Regions from separate parts of the Sus scrofa genome. Here regions 1 and 2 are each linked to region 3. Evidence: chromatin contacts called from public HiChIP or PLAC-seq and promoter capture Hi-C data. All regions are on one chromosome and are shown on one strand. The core of a region is the stretch at or near the end of the contact, and the rest is flanking DNA. Distances in the headings are between cores, read along the strand shown.

Evidence for each region. Promoter capture Hi-C pulls out the DNA fragments that hold promoters and counts their contacts. HiChIP or PLAC-seq counts read pairs in DNA pulled down with a chosen protein or histone mark.
Region 1: an H3K27ac HiChIP or PLAC-seq map of alveolar macrophages shows a contact between it and region 3. The contact joins the promoter of RC3H1 here to the promoter of PRDX6 in region 3. A contact is called at or near these places in 1 of 5 promoter capture datasets (fetal liver), 3 of 47 Hi-C or Micro-C datasets (alveolar macrophages, heart right ventricle and liver) and 1 of 2 datasets of contacts at active chromatin or transcription factors (alveolar macrophages).
Region 2: a contact with region 3 is called in a promoter capture Hi-C map of fetal liver, with 3 times the contacts expected there. The contact joins the promoter of ZBTB37 here to the promoter of PRDX6 in region 3. A contact is called at or near these places in 2 of 5 promoter capture datasets (fetal liver and liver), 3 of 47 Hi-C or Micro-C datasets (heart right ventricle, mesenteric adipose tissue and skeletal muscle) and 1 of 2 datasets of contacts at active chromatin or transcription factors (alveolar macrophages).

What each region holds. Positions count from the first base shown.
Region 1 is chr9:116,290,675-116,294,103 of Sscrofa11.1, forward strand. It overlaps RC3H1 (roquin-1), which reads right to left and starts at 1,781. Exons shown (of 20, transcript XM_005656721.3): 1 at 1,483-1,781.
Region 2 is chr9:116,147,958-116,151,220 of Sscrofa11.1, forward strand. It overlaps ZBTB37 (zinc finger and BTB domain-containing protein 37), which reads left to right and starts at 1,277. Exons shown (of 5, transcript XM_013989614.2): 1 at 1,277-1,380; 2 at 2,024-2,224. LOC110255511 (a long non-coding RNA gene) reads right to left here and starts at 1,176. Exons shown (of 11, transcript XR_002335927.1): 1 at 1,041-1,176; 2 at 304-356; 3 at 1-116.
Region 3 is chr9:115,855,622-115,859,003 of Sscrofa11.1, forward strand. It overlaps PRDX6 (peroxiredoxin 6), which reads left to right and starts at 2,008. Exons shown (of 5, transcript NM_214408.1): 1 at 2,008-2,182. The coding sequence starts at 2,088. It also overlaps a transcript of TNFSF4 not described here.

The DNA of each region.
Region 1 (3,429 bases), core at 531-3,030, 430 kb after region 3:
ACCTCCACGTTTATTCAATTGCTAGTCTATTTACTGTCAACTCTTGTGGAAGAACTAAGGACAAGTGCCACTCGTTAAACTTCATATAACCTGAAAAGACTCTGAATTACAACAGACATGGACAATTCGAATTAAAAAATTTACCCTAAAGGGTAAAAGATATTAACTGGCATCTCTGCACAGCACAGGACCATGCAATTGAATGTTAAATAGTGGAAAGCAGTCTTTTGGATGCATCCAAACAATTTTAATATAAATTTCTGCACACCTTGAGAAATTTTCCCCATTACTTGGAAATGTTCATGATAGAGGCCTTGAGAAATTAAGTTTAGGAGAAATAGTAGCTAACTGCTGAAGTTTTCAAACACCACTATGCAGGGCAACTGTAATGAGGAGCTATCTCTTGATAAGATTAAACCTTCAAAGCAGAACAGTTGCTCCTAGTTTTTGAAAATTATTTAGAGACATAAGAAATTCTAGCCTAGAGACTTCTGTCTCCCAAAGAAACGCTTCACTAGGTCCATTTTATGCTAGTTAACGTTGCTTGTTATGCAGCACATTAATAATTCAAAAACAGTCCCTTTGAAGAAAAGTTCTATTCAAGCATTACAATTTGTCTTCGCGTAGCACTAAGTGGCTTTGTTTCCAGTTTCAGGGACTATTCTGGGATGTCAAGAGTTATATTATTTACTGCTCCAAAAGAGCCCTTGTTTCACTCTCACCCAGGACATAGGCAAAACTGATGTTTAGAGACAATTGATACCCAGAAGTGTTTAAAGAGGATCATCCTTTGGCTCTCTCTAGCTCTCGTCGAAAATCACATCTACCTTGTAGGTTTGTTTTTGTTGCACCAAAAATATTTTTTGAAAGACACCTGCAAACATAACCTTCCTATCACCGCCGGGAAGAAAGACTATCAGGCTCAATCTGCAGTAGCTCCAGGGAAACAGACGTAGTAAAACCCAATGGGCTGAGGAAGGACAGTGCTTAAGGAGCAGAAGGGAGCTCCCGAGGTGCAGGGAAGCAGAGGCGGCGCCTGTTTACAGACGCCTTCACCTTCCCCACCCCCACAGACTGAGGGTCCAAAAAGCATTTCCCGTGCTCACCCGCCTCCCGGCCGAGGCCCTCGGACTAACAGAGAGGCTGAGCAGCCCTGCGGCCCCCTCCCTCAGGCCGGAGCCTCCCTCGACCTCCCTCGTCCAGGGCGGCGTCTGCACCTCCCCACGGCCTACTCACCCCGCCAGGCCCTTCCGGCGGCACGCGGAGGCCTGAGGCCTAAAGGACGCCGGACACTGACAAGGCCCCCCCCACCCCGCCGCCGCCGGCGGGGCCTGAGGCGGGGCGGGCGAACGCTACGGCCGAGGAGCCGAGGGCGGCGGAGGACAGCTTCTACCCCGCCGCGGCTGCCTATTGTTCCCGACCGAGGCCTGGCCGTGGCCGCCCCGCTCCCCACGCCGCCGCCGCCGCCTGCCGCTCGCTCACCGCGCTGATCCGAGCAGCAGCTCCTCTCAGCTCCGAGTCCCCGCGGCCGTTGCCACCGCCGGGGCAGCCACCGCCGCCGCCGCCGCCACCGTCGACTCTGACTCTGTCCCAGGCCGCCGGGCCACGGCCGTCGCTGCTACCGCCAGCGCCGCCTCCGGCTTCCCACCTGCTGCTGCTGAGGCTGCTCCTGCAGCAGGGGCCATCTTGTTGGTCTGCCTCCTCTTCCTCCTCCTCCTCCGCCCCCGCCCGGTCGCTCGTTGTCCTCGCCCCCTTCCTCTTCCTCGGGCTCCGGCCCGCCCCAGAGACTGGGGCGGAGACGAGGGAGAGGCTCCTCCCTCCGAAGGCGGGGCAAGAGGAGGGCGGGGCGGGCGCCGGAGCAAAACTCTGAGTCACCGGCCGCCAACGCCCCGGAGGGAGGGTGGCGACGCTCGCTGCCTGCTTCCGGAGCGCACCCACGCCCTGAGCCGAAAAACTGGTCCACCAGCGCCTTGGAGCCCAGCCGGGCAAGAGGCCAGACAGCGAGGGTGAACTGCAAAATTTCTGAGGTTTCCAGCCAATCCCGTGCTTACCTCTACGCCCTTGGCTTTCTCAGCTCCTCCCTATACTGTTGTTTCTTTTTCACCTCTCTCATCCACCCCAGGAGAATTTGTTCTTATCTCATTTTATCATGGTTCTTGATTAACCAGCTTGGCCCTGGTCACTTTTCTCACAGAGCTCCCAAAGAGTTCAGGCTCCCAACAGGTCTAAACCACCCAAAGGCCAGACATTCACGGCCCCAAAATGTCTCTCCAGACCTGTGTGACCAGTGAAGAGCTGTCTAAGGGAGGACAGAAAAAAATTGGGCCCATAGAAGAGCTCTTGGATCTAAAAGTTAGTCATGCGATATTGAAAATTTCTTCTCTCAAGGAAAACAAGGCATTTTGATTTGGGATAATGGGAGACCACTTCAAGATGATTCAGTTTAGCCAAATACTTGCTTTTAAGAAAGGAGAGAAATGTGAGTTCCCTTGTGGTGCAGCAGGTTAAGGAGCCATCATTGTCACTGAAGTGGCTTGGGTCACTGCTGTGGCGTGGGTTCAATCCCTGGCCCAGGAACTTGTCACATGCAGGAGGGAGAGAGAGAAATGGAATTCTTTTCATACCATACATCCTAACTTCAAAATAAATCATCTGGAAGAGAGGAGAGAGATGGTCCTTAAAAATAAGCACCCAGTCAATATTTCTCTGCATTATCATGTTCTTTTCTTTTTACTTCAGGTCTTGGTCAAGGGAGCAGAAATTTTTGCTTTCCAGTCCTTTCTTCATTGCATATATCACCAATACCAAGAGAAGTACTATATTTAAAGAAGCTCCTGACTTTAAGGTAATAAACCAAATCACTATAAAAGATAGCGTTTTTATATTATTTGTAAATATATCACACACCTTCCTAAACTCTGAGCAGGGAAGTTCTTTTTAGTTGCTAACACCCTCTTGCTACACAGATTTCAGCTTCTTTTCAGAAGATCCATTGATGTCTTTCAACTGATTGGAATTTCCTCTCTTTGAAGTGGGCTAGGTCTCTAAGCATCTCTTCAACCCCTTAAATAGTGGTCGCAGTCCTACAATGAGCAAACTTGTAGCTACCATGGGAGGATTAGGTTAGTGTGTGCTAATCTAAAGTCTATCTCTTGGATAGCCTTTCCCTTCTCCAGCCAGGCCTCAGTCCCCTGCTGGGGAAAACAGATTAATCCGTTCCTCCAGTTTTTCCTCCTCCTCCCTTCTCACTACTAGGGAACCTTCCACAACAGAAGGTTTTAGCGGCTGTTGCTAGGCAAACATGCCAACTTCCCTGTCTAGGTGAAACAAGTAACCCAACTTCATAAATCAACATAGATATTTTAATTTCTTTGAACTATTAATAGTTGCATTTCAATTGGTAGACCTTCTTCACAGTTCCCTTAAAAA
Region 2 (3,263 bases), core at 27-2,526, 290 kb after region 3:
GAGTAGCAAATAAAATGTCATCATTATGGCACAAAGGAATTGTCAACCTAACACCCCTGGTGGAGGGAATTTCTATAACTCACCCCAGCAGCGATTCTCATATCCTGGGCGCTTAGCTAGAAAACAAAGGAAATCTAATGAAACATACTGCGTTGCTAAGCTAACCATTAATATCTTAAGAATTTAAGCCTCAGAATTGAATTTTTCAGAAATTCCTTCTGCCCACTACTCTTTAACCATCATAGGCTTAACAAAAAAATCACCTAAGCAGATCCCATTCTTCTCCATTTAGCTGTTTCTTACCTGCCCATCAGAAGCCATCAAAAGCCACATTGCATTCATCCCTAGCACCATTCCTAGAAAAGATTAGGGATTTTCAAAATTAGATTTTTTTCTTTTGTATTTTCTTTTTTGCCACACATGCAGTATAGTGTCTGGGCATTCCTGGTCCGGGGATCGAACCTACGCGGCACAGCAGCAGCCAGAACCACAGCGCAGAGAATGCAGGAGCCTCAACCTGCTAGGCCATCAAAGAACTCCCAAAATTCGTTTTTTCCCCACATCTAATCATTGTCGTCTCCCCATCATGTTTGCAGGTCTTTTACTACACCACTCAAAATTTCACAGGAGCATTCTGAGGGCACTAAAATGCTGCAATGGGGAATGCAGCCATTTAGAGGCTCACGTGGCCTTACTGAGAGACGGGAAGAGGCAAGAGCAGAAGGCATTAACAGAAACCCGCTCGGCAACTCGGCAAGCACCGCCATCAGAGCCGTTGGCATTCATCAAGTCTCAGATGTCCCTACCAACACAGGCTTCATCAGAGGCAGGGCCCCGAGCCGAGGTTTTTCCGCAGTGCGACCCAACAAATCGAATACAAATCAGGCCACGCCGGCCACCCAAGGCGCACTGCTCCACCATTCTTATCTTCTGAGCCCTGCGAAGGCCTGCGACTGGCCTAAAAGGGACTGGCGATTTTAACTGCCAAAAACTGGAGGCCTCAGACCAAGAATTTACTTAAACAAAGAAAACACACTCACCAAGAGCCAACCCGCAGCCTCGAAAGACTGAGATGGCGCCCAGGCGCCAGTATATAAGGACTCTTTTCCGTGACGTCACGACGCATTCTCTCCGCCAGCATCCCTCTCCAGTCTTCCCCCTCCCTCAGTCTCCTCCTCCAACCGTAGCTCCTTTCCGTCCGCTAAGCTCCCCCCTGGCCCCACCTCTTGACCAGCTCCTGCTCGCCGTTGTGGGCGTGGACAGGCCGGCCACGTGACACAGAGCGCCCGCCCTCCTACCGACTGAGGAGGAAAAGAAGAGAGGGGAGGGGGCGCGAGGGACGGAAAGCGCTGGGGGAGGGGGGAGAGGGGCGGTGTAAGGGTGAGTGATTTCCTTCCGGCACGTAGCCCGCTCTGGGGGAGGGGGTGGGGGGTTTCACTTCCGGGACGGTGTTCCGGCCCATTCCGGCCCATTTCCACCCCCGGAGGTAGGTGCTGCTCCTTAACTGGGCTCGGGCCTCGCAAGCGGGTCCTGCTGCCCTGCATTGGGGCCGGTTCGCCTGGTCTCCGCCACAGCGTACTCCTGGGGCGTTCAGCCACTTCCCTCCTACCCCGCCTCAAGGCACCGGGAGACCTTCCACCCTCTTGGCCCCGGGCCGGGCTGAGCTGCCGGACCCGCCCCCTCGGCGAGCCCCTCCCTCAGGACCCCGGGATGGGCGGCCCCCTCCCCCACGGCAGCCCGGACACACCCAGATACACACACCCACCTCTGGGCAGCTCCCCGCCCGCCTACGCCTACCGCCTGGATCGGGTCCCTGGGCGCCGCCCCCTTCCCGGTCCTTTACCCTCACCTGATTGCTCGCTCCCCTGCCCCACGCACGCCTTGCTCCCCTTTTCGCTTCTGGTCCTTGGTGGCATTTCTATCTTCTGCTCGTTTCCCCTTCCCCGTCTCCTAAAGGCGACGAAAGCCACTCAAGTACCAGAGTGGCCAACCCCATGCGGTTCCCTATTCTCCCTCTTTACAGCTGTCACCCCTCCAGTGCCGACGATAGAGAAAGACCTTACTTACTCCAGGGGCTTCCTCCTCACTGGGGAATTGCCGGAAAGAGCAAACAAAAAAGGCGCTGGTGTAGGCTCCAAAATAAACATCTGAATTCATGATGGCATCGACAGAGGCTCTTATTGGATTAAAAGTTTCAAAACAAACCAAAACGCTTTGGAAAAAGGTCAGATTGGCTAAAGTTGGTTCTCAGAAGCTGTGTATACACTTCCTATTTACTGATAAGTCTGTTGTAAATGCGGGGCAATACCGTGAGCTAGTCAGCATAAATTCCTGAAGTTTCAGGTCTTAGGTAACCATGTAATGTCTTCTAAATTTACGGATAAATGGAAACACGTTGAGCTCAAGTCAATGTCTTCTTTATGGGATTTATACAAACTACTCTCAACCAGTGAAGACTATTGGATGCGGTTACAGGCTTAATGGTTCAGCTATTTTAAAAAATCTTTTAATGTAAAAATACTGGCCATACATGATGAATGCTTTGTTACTTGTATTTTATTAACAGCTTTGGGGAACTAAATTTCAGAATCAGAGTGTCGTTACCACCCTGAAATCTCCAACTTTGAATTTAGATAGAGGCAGGTTTACCTACCCTTTCCTAATCCTAAATGTGACCTTCTTCAAGTTCTCTGCATCTTCTTTTCTTTTCTTTTTCTTTTTCTTTTTTTTTTTGGCTGCACCCGCTGGCATATGGAAGTTCTCAAGATGGGGAACAAACCCATGCTACCACAAAGACAACCCTGGATCTTAACATGCTGCACCACAGCAGGAACTTCCAAGTTCTCTGCATTTTGAGTCCTGACACAGCTTGGCATTTTTCCCAACCTAGAGTTTGCCTCCCAGTCCTAAACCCAAATCCTTTTTGTTGGGGCTCTGACTTTTCAGTTTAGAAATAATGGCTTACATTCATGTGGGATATTCATCACTTTTTAAAATAATAAACATAACCCATGTAGCATCTAGTAAAGTATTAAGAAAAGGGATGTCTCATCAGCCCATCTGTGAATAATTAACATTATTTAAAAAGCTGTCTTTCTTTCTACAAAGAAAAATTGTCACTGGATTTTATATTGTGTGCAAATACCTTATGATTAACACTTAAAAAATAAGAACTCACAACTGCTCCCCTCCCCTGTTGAACTTCAGTTTTGATGTTACATAGCTTGTTAAGAAGGAAAGTATGGACATAGTTTGAATTTTTA
Region 3 (3,382 bases), core at 758-3,257:
GTCACTGTTTGCCAAGTGGAACATAAGCCCAGTGTGGCCAGCTCTTGGGACTTTTTAGGAAACAGAAATCCAGATATTTTTGTGAAAATTTTTAAAAATTAAAAAAATTTTAAATGTTGACAGCTAATTCAAAAGAATTTAAAATGCTGAAAAGGCTAAAGCAAACAAGTCTGCAATGTACAAGAGGACTGCCAGTGTGCGATCTCTGGAATTGTAAATTCTAACAGACATTTATCTTATTTTATTATTAAATTATTGCTTAATATATAACAGTTTTACAATTATGCCTTTTATAGAGATCTATAATGTTTCTGTGTTCTTTCTCCATAATTTTGGCATATCTGCATTTTCTAGCCTATCTCCACAACATTGTTAATAGCCTTAAATTCAAATTACCTTCCTTTTCCTCTTCTCTTTCACCCCTACAAAAGGAATTAAAGCATAGAGCTTTTAAAACCAAAGCTTGGAGTCAAACTGGTTTACAGATTAAATTATAGTAGCTTCACAGAGTTTTCTAAAATGGCTAAGAAATTTTACCAGTAATCTTACAAGTCCTTGTACAGGAGAACTGAGCAAATATGATTGGCACGCATACACACGAAAACATCACTCCACTGAAAACTGAAATCTTAGTATGTGAGTCATTTTTCTTCACACTGCCATGTGCCTTCTCTAAGTCTGGGGACCACCATCCAGAGAATTTTTGGTAATTTTGGTCCATCTTCTCCACCCAAACTCCATCAGCATTTACGCTAGGTTTTTATCATAACTGTACATACCTCTGCCTTCCTTGTAAAACCATATCTCTCCTCTGTTATCAGCAGGCCTAGCACAATGCCTAGCACATAGTCGGCAACGCAAGGGTTATTGCATAAACTACTATCATCATCCAAATAATAGCTACTGTTGCCAGAGAACTTACTATGTAAATTAAGATGATTGTGGAAACGGATGCAGCTGACAATGGTAACCACTTATAGTTTACCTACATTAACCCAGAGGCTTTCTCAGACCAGACTATCCAATTCAAGATGCACCCCAGTCACCCTGTGGCACATAACCTTACTTTCTCTGAATAGGATTTACTACTGTTTAACATATTCTTGTTTAATTACGCCTCCCTCACTATAATGAAAGCTCCAAGAATACAGTCATTTTGTCTACCTTGTGCTTGGCACACAGAAAGCAAAGAAATGAATCTAAACTTCCCACTTTCTTGGGTGGAAGAGTTGACTTGCACACAATAGACCACAACAAATATGTTTTTAAATTTAGATTTAGATTTCAGGATAACTGTGTTGAATAGCTTATGATTCATAGTGAACTCTGGGAGTGGAATAAAAATAAAACTTTGTTCTCATTCCCCCAAGCACTTACTGACATAGGTGCTGGCATTTTTGCTGCAACAAGAAAGCCACTTCCTCTGACGTAAGGTGCCCCACATGTCTGGGTCTTGCCACATTCTCAGATACAGAAATCAGGATGGCTAGGCTGGCTGGGGCGGTCAGGATTCCAGACGCTCACACTAAGAGAGCAGGGAGTGGAGGGGTCGCGGGACCCCTCTGCTGGGAGTCGACCGTGAATGGGTGTCAGGAGGGTCTCCGCGGATTCTTGCGGCTCCGCAGGGCCGCTCTCAGCCTTGGGGCTCCCCTTCCTATTGCGTTCCGCTTCCTTTACCTCCAATGCCCAGAACGCACCCCCAAGATTCCAGAGGGCGACGTCATTGAGTCCCCTGTCACGTGAGGGATCCTGGCAGGTTAGAGGCCTGGCGAGGTGTTGGACCGCGCCCAGGGCTGTTCTGTCCCAGCCCTGCTTCAGACTACCGCCAGTTCCGGCCTCTCCTACCGCGCCCGCCAGCGTGGGCCCCGCCCACCCCGCCAAGGCCTGGCCCCGCCCCTCCCGCCCGCCGCGGCCCCGCCCATCTTGGCTGTGCTTTGGTCCCGCCCACCTTGCTCCCTCCTGTCCCGTCCCGCCCCGCCCCTTGAAGCCCCATTTATTCCTCCCCGCAACACCTACAAGGCTAGAACCAGCCATCCGTTAGCTGTCGCTGCTGGGCTTCTTCATCTTCCCGCGTCACTGCTGCCGCCATGCCCGGAGGTCTGCTTCTCGGGGACGAGGCTCCCAACTTCGAAGCCAATACTACCATCGGCCGCATCCGTTTCCACGACTTTCTGGGAGACTCGTAAGTGGCCAGTTTGTCGCCCTGCCCTGGGTTACGCCCGGACTCGGAGGTGCCTTCCCCTTTTTCTCCCTTCCGTCCTCCACCGCTTGCCGCCCGCCTCCTCCCGGCACCGGTTCCTGCACGTGCCTTTCCTATGTGCCCTGCCCCGCGGCGACAGATCGCCGCTGAGAGGAGGCGACCCTCTGGTCAGCCATGCGCCCGCCACTTGATCCTCTCCAGCCTCCCGGCCCCCGCATGGCTGGGCTGGCTTTAGAGAGGGGGAGGGGAACAAAATCAGGTCCTGGGAACTGCAGGCCAGTGCAGAGGAGGGTTTGTTGTCTATTTAATTCTGTCTTCTAAACTCTGCAAGTAGCGTGGTTCAGCCGAAACAGGGAGGAGGCAGGAGCCGAGCCTCATCTGCGGTCAGTTCCTGGGACTTGTGCCCAGGGTCTCACCTCCCTCCTTCGGTTCTGGAATTTGCTCCCTGGGGAAAGTGGGTGTCCAAGGCCAAAGTCAGAGGACACTGCTGCTGGCTGAAGGTTCAGGAAGGGCCCAGCGTGTTATCTGAGGGTTCTGCTTGCTGCAGTGGTATTTGCACAAAAAATTTGAAACCACTAGCTTGCCAAGTAAGTAGCTGAAAGACTTTTTACCCTGATCCTGCTCCAGTGGCCACAATATGATTTGATAACAGCTTTGGGAGGATCCCAGAACACTCTGTGTGTGGGTGTGTCCTTCACTCCAGAACCTGCAACACCTTGAGGCAAGGGCTTCCTGAGGTCGTTCAGTTGCAGTGATCCATGGCAGGCACCGGAGCACCCCACCTCCCCAGTTGTAGACCCTTTTGTTTCATAGCTGCGTGCCTCTCACTGCCCCCTCCCCCATCTGCCATGCTTCCAGCAGCACGTAGCCTTGCCGAATCGCTGACCCATGATCTAGCCTGGCAATCATACCACTATGACTTGGAGTACATGGGTGTAACCGTGGTTTTACAGCTCCTGAATAAGCAAACTTTAAGTTTATTACATTTAACATGAAACGGCCCAGATGTGTCTAGTTATGTTTCTGGAGTTCCAGTGGCCCCACTACACTGTGGTCCAAGGCTTTATGACCTTTGCTTTGTACCCTTTTTATATAGTGTCCAGGTATATGTAGTATATACAGAGGGCAAAGTTTATGAGATTAATCAGTGCTTGGACAGACCCATGCAGAGCACCTGGGAGA